Linked DNA regions of Danio rerio: region 1 is linked to region 2. A link is a contact called in public Micro-C data. All regions are on one chromosome and are shown on one strand. Each heading gives the region's core, a stretch centred on a gene start, on an enhancer-like site or on the middle of the called end of the contact. The rest is flanking DNA. Distances are from core to core; before and after follow the strand shown.

Region 1 (3,267 bases), core at 234-2,733, 240 kb before region 2:
TAACAACACAACTGAAAGCGTGCTAGATGTAATACAGTTTTCATTCAGAATTGTAGTATTATTGGCGAATGACATGAACTAGGGTTGTCTGCTGTCATCTTTAAGGTGCATGCGTTCGTGTTTCAGGAGGTGTGGCTTTGGAGCAGGGGAGGGACTGTGTTTCAAATACATTATGCTAACCAATTAGCATTTTGGCAGATCACCTACTGCACCTACTATTTTTTTTCTTCTGTAGGTTATTGATTAAAATATGGTAATTCTAATAGTTAAATAAAGTAATTGTGATTTTTGGAAATCACCAAGCGAACCCCAATTTGGTAACCATTGATTTAAACCTTATAGCAGATGCCCATAGTTACATTTCCCCTATTTTTAATCTCCTAGTAAAGATGATTAAATATACAATACATATAGTATATATTTTTGTCAAATTTTAACATATGCATTATGAGTGATTGTTCTATATTTATACTGTAGATGTCTTTTTTTATATAATGGGAAAATGCCAAAAAGGCGTACGTAACAGTTTTGAGGTAAGGTTGGTTTTATATTTACACTTTCGGACTGTCTCCTTAATCATATAATTTCAAAAAAAGTTATATTTGTAAACTCTAAATAGTGAAATCATATTTGCAGCCAATGACCATCAAAAGTACAACAGTATTCAATTGAATAAATAGTGCTAGTGTTGTTTTTAAGTCATATCTAGATGTAATTTCAGACTGAATATTCAAAGTACCATGGTAAACCAATATTGAAGAAGCATGTCACAAGCTGTCATTGAACGAATGAGCGAATATAAATGTTTTGACCTTATTCATAAAGCTTAACTGTTATGTTAAGGTCAATTTGTTATATGCACACTAGTTAAAGATGAAATGTCACATTTAAATTAAAGTGATTTCATACTTTTACTCAAATTTGAACATCAATATTTCAGAATTTTGAGAAACTATTATACTTTCTTTCGTAGAGAAGGTTCGTACTGGAGACAGTATAACACATGGTTGACATAACTCGGGGAGACAAGCTTTAAATACATATTTGCTTTGAAATATTATATATAGAAACTATTTATGTGTAACGTTATATTTCGGTTTACTAGGAATTATGTCGACGTGTTACGAAAAACGTCTACTATAACACATTATAAAAGTTCGTGAGAGCTTTTTATATGCATACAGTCACAAGGCACTCGGAAAGAGCAGCAGAAGCTACTCGTGTAGAAAAAAAGTACAACAGGCTAGTGAACAGGCATGTGTAAATAAGAAGACAAACCCGGAAGCAGAATGTTATTTAGCGGCCCGTTAAGTAAAATAACAACAAATGGTAGCAAAGCATAAACTATTTTAGCATTTCTACGTTACCTCTCATAATGTGGATGTTCAGCACCCAATGAATTCTCAACAGCTGCCGAGAGTGAAAGGGAGGCCAAAGATCAGTTTTTTAGCCTAAGTACTCAAATCAGTTCAAAACAGTAACGTAGATGGCGTCTTACCGTAATACAAGGACAAACTGCGCGTTTAATTAGTGATGCACAAATGTTGCGCGTTTCTTGCTTAGTGTTTCGAATAAATATACATATAAAAGTGTACATTGTGGAAAATAAAGGTAATACTTTTATGGATTCAGTTCGTATTTCACAGCTCAAGGTGAAAACGACTTAAAAACGATGATTGGTTCGTCACTAATAACGCTGAGTACAGTAACCAAAACCACGTGATAACGTCTTCATGTACTGTACCACACACTAGCCACTAGATGGCAATGTGACATTAAAAAAAAACAGGCAGCTGCGTGGACTACGTGATACTCGGTAAAATATTTCTCAAATATAAACAACGTTTGTAACGTTAGTAAGTTTTATGATTGAGTGCCGAAAACGTTCGGACAAAATAAGCGAAAAAGCTCTTGCAAAAAGTGGTAAAGCAGAGCAAGTACGTTTCGTGACTGAAAAATCTGCAGAACCTCAACTGTAAGTTACAATCAATAACTTGGGTGTAATCAGTCTTTTTGGAAATGTTTTTATTTGTCATTTAATAGAAATGAACCGTGGTGTTACTACAACAATCATGGGTTAACTATGTTTAATATAGCAAAACCATAGTAACCACAACATTTACGATGGTTTTTACCATAGCATTTTCATTAAACACATTAAAACTATTGTTTTATAACAGTACTATAACCTTAGGCCCATGTTTTAAAGTAAAACCATAGTAGCTTTTAACAAAGCAAGTCAAACCATAGTAAGTATAAATCAGAGTTCCCATGCTTCTTGAAAGTACTTAAAAGTATTCTTATTTCAGACATACAGTATGGATTCAAGGGCTGCAAGTTCTTAAAATCAAACACATGCCATTGAAAGTGCTTGAATAAAATTAGAAATGAAATTTGTTTATGGTTTTATTTCAACATTTTTACTCAATTGTCAAAAACTAAATAAATAAAAAAAACTGAAAAAGTCCTTGAATTAAAAACCTTACATTTAAATATTGTACAATAGCACTGACATGTTATCAATATTTCAGAAACTGCATTTGAATATAACCAGTATCGAATTCAACAAATTTGATTAAAGTTCTTTAAACATGACTTTTTAAAACAGTCAAACTTTTTGAAAATCACTCAACGTAAATATTAAGTGTAAATGAAATGTTAAGTACTTTCATTGTGCATATGGTGCTTGTTTTTAAACGAATGGTGCTGTAAAAAGTAATCCAAAGTCCTTGAATCTGCTGTTCATGAAAGCGTGGAAACCCTGATTAATGTTAAATTAAAATAAAGTACATTTACTATTGATTTTATTAAGTATTTGCAATCAAACTATAGAATAATTACTATGTTTATTGCTGTAAAACCATGAGAAACAGAAACCTAAACATCTTACTACAATAGTCATAAGACCCTCCCTCCCTCTCCCTGTCCCTCTGTGTGTGTGTTTTAGGAAAAGCGTAGTAAATACAACATTAACCATGTTTTTACAACTGTTCGAGCTTAAATACTGTTGGAGTAAATCTGTGTAAAAACCAGTAAATGCCACTTCATAAGCCCTTATGACCACCTTTTGCCACTACACATGGCATAGGACTGCAAGAATATTTCATTGATTAGCTGCCGTGTGTGAAACTGAATTCTGAGTCATGCTCTGACGCTCTGACTCATGTTCTCTTCACCTGTGTTCTACTTAAACACAATGAAATCGAACCCACCCAGGTAACCAGATCACAACTTATTATTATCCAAACGGTAAAACGAATGTTGCAA
Region 2 (3,192 bases), core at 544-3,043:
CCACCTCCTCGACTGCCTGCATACAAGCTCAGCAGTTTAGGTAATGAGACCCATCAGGAAGAACACGGCCTGTGGGGAGCCCAGGGGGATGCTGGGATATGTAGTCAGTTCGACCAGAGGCTTCAAGTCTCGTTTGACGATGAGGAAAATCATGATGAGGAAGAAAACAGTAAGACAGGCCCCGTCCCTTATTAAACTCAACTTTTCCCAATCAGTCCCTCCAGGATTTTGCAGTGAGTTTTCAGATTTTTGCCATTTGAAATAGCAGCTTTTTCCTCAAAACTTAAAAGAATATTTATATTTATATAAAGGAAACACAGAAGGAGAAAATTAAGTGTTGATCTCTTAACCCTATAAAGCTTACTGTATCATATTCTGTATATACTGTATATATATATGCATGCATAAAATAACACAAGAATGACTTCAAATTTAAATTGTCATACACAATAAGATACATAGTGAAATGCTTACTCAACCATTTGTGACCTTAAAAATAATAATAACAATAAGAATCTAAATTATGGAGAAAAAGAAGTTCTGCAATACATTGTATAGAGTATATGGCTGTAGGTAGTATTAAAAAATTGTAAATAAAAAAATTAATATTTATTTATTTATTTATTATCTGGCTGAGCTGAAGCTTGATCTCTTTCAGGACTTATTTTTTTATTAGAAGTGTTCTGCAATTAACAATGCACTTTATAACATACACCTGCATTTAACTTTATAAAAAACACAGCAAAATAATATTTTAGGATAGTGTTATCTGAGAACTTCCTGGCTTTACATGATGTATTTACAGATTAGTGAAAGTTTAAAGTAAGATGTTTGCTACTTGTGTATTTGTCTTAAGTAAAATCACTGTCCATTGAGACTATCCCTTTTCTTTTTCTTCAATGCATTCAAAAAAGTCTAATCTAAACAGTAACTCACATTACATTTTCAAAAAAGTGACTCAAATATTATTACTTATTTTTTACCTGGAAAAGTAATATACTGTAATTACGTGACTCAAGTTACTTGTAATGCGTTACCACAACACTCTATTATATATTATAACATTATTTATTTTGGATAAATTGCACTTTGCCATCAAGCCAAATACACCGTTGTCAGTGTTTTATCACAGAACATTTATTTGAGATTTTAGAAAATGAAACACATCGATACTAGTTCCAGCAAATCAAGCAATTCATAGCTTGTCAAATACACACTGAAGTCTGTGGAGACCTAACTTAACCTGCTGGCATGCTTTATTTACATTTACACATGGAGTATGTAAGCCAATTTTATTTATATTACACATTTTATACACAATGGTAATTCAAAGTGCTTTAAATAAAATAATTAAAAGCGGAGTATAAAAAAGAATTAAAGTGCATTAAAAGGGATAAATAGAGAAAGATACATGAATATTTCAATCTGTCGGACATACAGCACTTTGCTTAGTAAAAGTCCTCGTTGTGTAGATCAGTTCAAACTGGAAATGTATTATTGGCCACATCTAAAAACAACGAACGAGTAACGAATCAGATTGGAGCTCTAAGCAATGCATTGTGAGTGCCAATGCTGCACAGCAATTAAAAAAAATGTCAATCTCCTCTAAATTTAATGACATTTCTTTGATTTCGTTAAATCCTTCGATCACAAGATACTGGAGGGTCTGCCCTGTAATAACGCTTAAACCCCTGCCCTAAACCCATTTCCAGACCATCCTAGTGTTCGTGCCTCTAGTTAGTCGCTAGTGAGATCACATGCCATTCTTTTCTCTCGCCCTCTTGAAGAGAAGCGGTGTTGGCATGTGAAATGTCATACGCCCTCTTGAAGACATCATAAAACACCCACTCCACCCCTGTCATCTTTCCCTTGTCAGATCTTTGTTCTGCTGTCAGTCATTGTCACAGTCGTGTTTTTTGATTCACACGCTTGACTAGCTTCTATTGTGTCTTAGTGTGCAAATCACAACAGTAGCTTAGGAAACAATGCTGATAATGCTGACCTTCTAATGTAATTGCAGGCATAAAGCACACTTCCTTAGGTGTGTGTCCCCCCTGTATACCTGTTTAAAATATCTTTTAAGCTTTCTTAACAAAACCTTGTGACTGAACTGTGCATATATGCTTTCTTATTTGCAGGTAATGGAATAAGCCCATCTGAACACTCTGCGTCAACAGAGAGACAGTCCACGATGCCCCCTGCTGTTCCTGTACCAAAGGACAAGAAAGATTTTCCAGTATTGCTTCATTTTAGTCAATACAATTAGTGAACTGCAATGCTATTTTCTTGTAATTGTGTGTGTGTGTGTGTGTGTGTGTGTGTGTGTGTGTGTGTGTGTGTGTGTGTGTGTGTGTGTGTGTGTGTGTGTGTGTGTGTGTGTGTGTGTGTGTGTGTGTGTGTTTAAATATTTGTATTTAATTAGTTATTTAATTTCACAGTTATACTTAATATTGTTTATTATAATAAGTATTAGGCAGATAAAGTAAATCCGAAATATGCATTATACTGCTGTTAAGTACTAATATTAAAATATTAGTAACAAAATTAATTTTATTTAATAAAGAGTGAAATATTATTATATGCATATTTGCACATTTTATATAATTATCTTATTTTTTTAGTTTTGTATTATTTATTTATTATTTATTTACTTATTATTGTGTATCATGTTGATTACAAGGTATATAAAGTAAATATTAAATATGTGTTACATATTTCAATTTCTATTAATATTGCATATAATTCTATGTAGTAATAATAGTAAAATTGTACAAAATAAATTTTATTTAATAAAAAGTGAAACATTTAATTGTATGCATATTTGAAAATGCATTTTATATAAGTAAATTATATGATTTTTCATTTTACAAAAATATTTTAAGTAGTAATTTAATTTCAGTTATTTTTGTGTTTTATATTATTTATAAGGTATATAAAGTAAATTTTAAATATATGTAACATTATTATTGCCGTTGACATCGTATATAATTCTATATATTAATAATAGTAAAAAAGTAGTAAAAATGTAATTTTATTTAATAAAAAGTGAAATATTATATTTGTTTAATTATATTCATATTTGCACTGCATTTTTATATAATCTTATTCTTTTCTGTTTTTTCATTATTTTACTGAAATGTTTTTAAGTTGTCATTTAAATTCACAAATCTTATTATTGTGCATTGTATTGTG

The links. Hi-C and Micro-C count contacts between places; a contact is called where the count stands out from the background.
Region 1: a contact with region 2 is called in a Micro-C map of caudal fin, with 5 times the contacts expected there. The contact joins the promoter of pgap4 here to the enhancer-like site in region 2. A contact is called at or near these places in 3 of 18 Hi-C or Micro-C datasets (caudal fin, embryo and an unstated tissue) and 1 of 4 datasets of contacts at active chromatin or transcription factors (caudal fin).

The regions. Positions count from the first base shown.
Region 1 is chr11:32,871,381-32,874,647 of GRCz12tu, reverse strand. pgap4 (post-GPI attachment to proteins GalNAc transferase 4) reads right to left here and starts at 1,483. Exons shown (of 2, transcript NM_001077341.1): 1 at 1,368-1,483. It also overlaps a transcript of slc8a1a not described here and a transcript of mala.1 not described here.
Region 2 is chr11:32,627,687-32,630,878 of GRCz12tu, reverse strand. map4k3a (mitogen-activated protein kinase kinase kinase kinase 3a) reads left to right here. Exons shown (of 33, transcript XM_073916889.1): 19 at 1-40; 20 at 2,139-2,236. Among named protein-coding and RNA genes, the nearest start is that of pecr, 28 kb to the right of the region's middle. Within about 2 kb of position 1,793, at least 2 of the 62 cell types and tissues checked have an H3K27ac peak or open chromatin away from gene starts, as enhancers often do. A contact at or near this core is called in caudal fin, where this site is marked.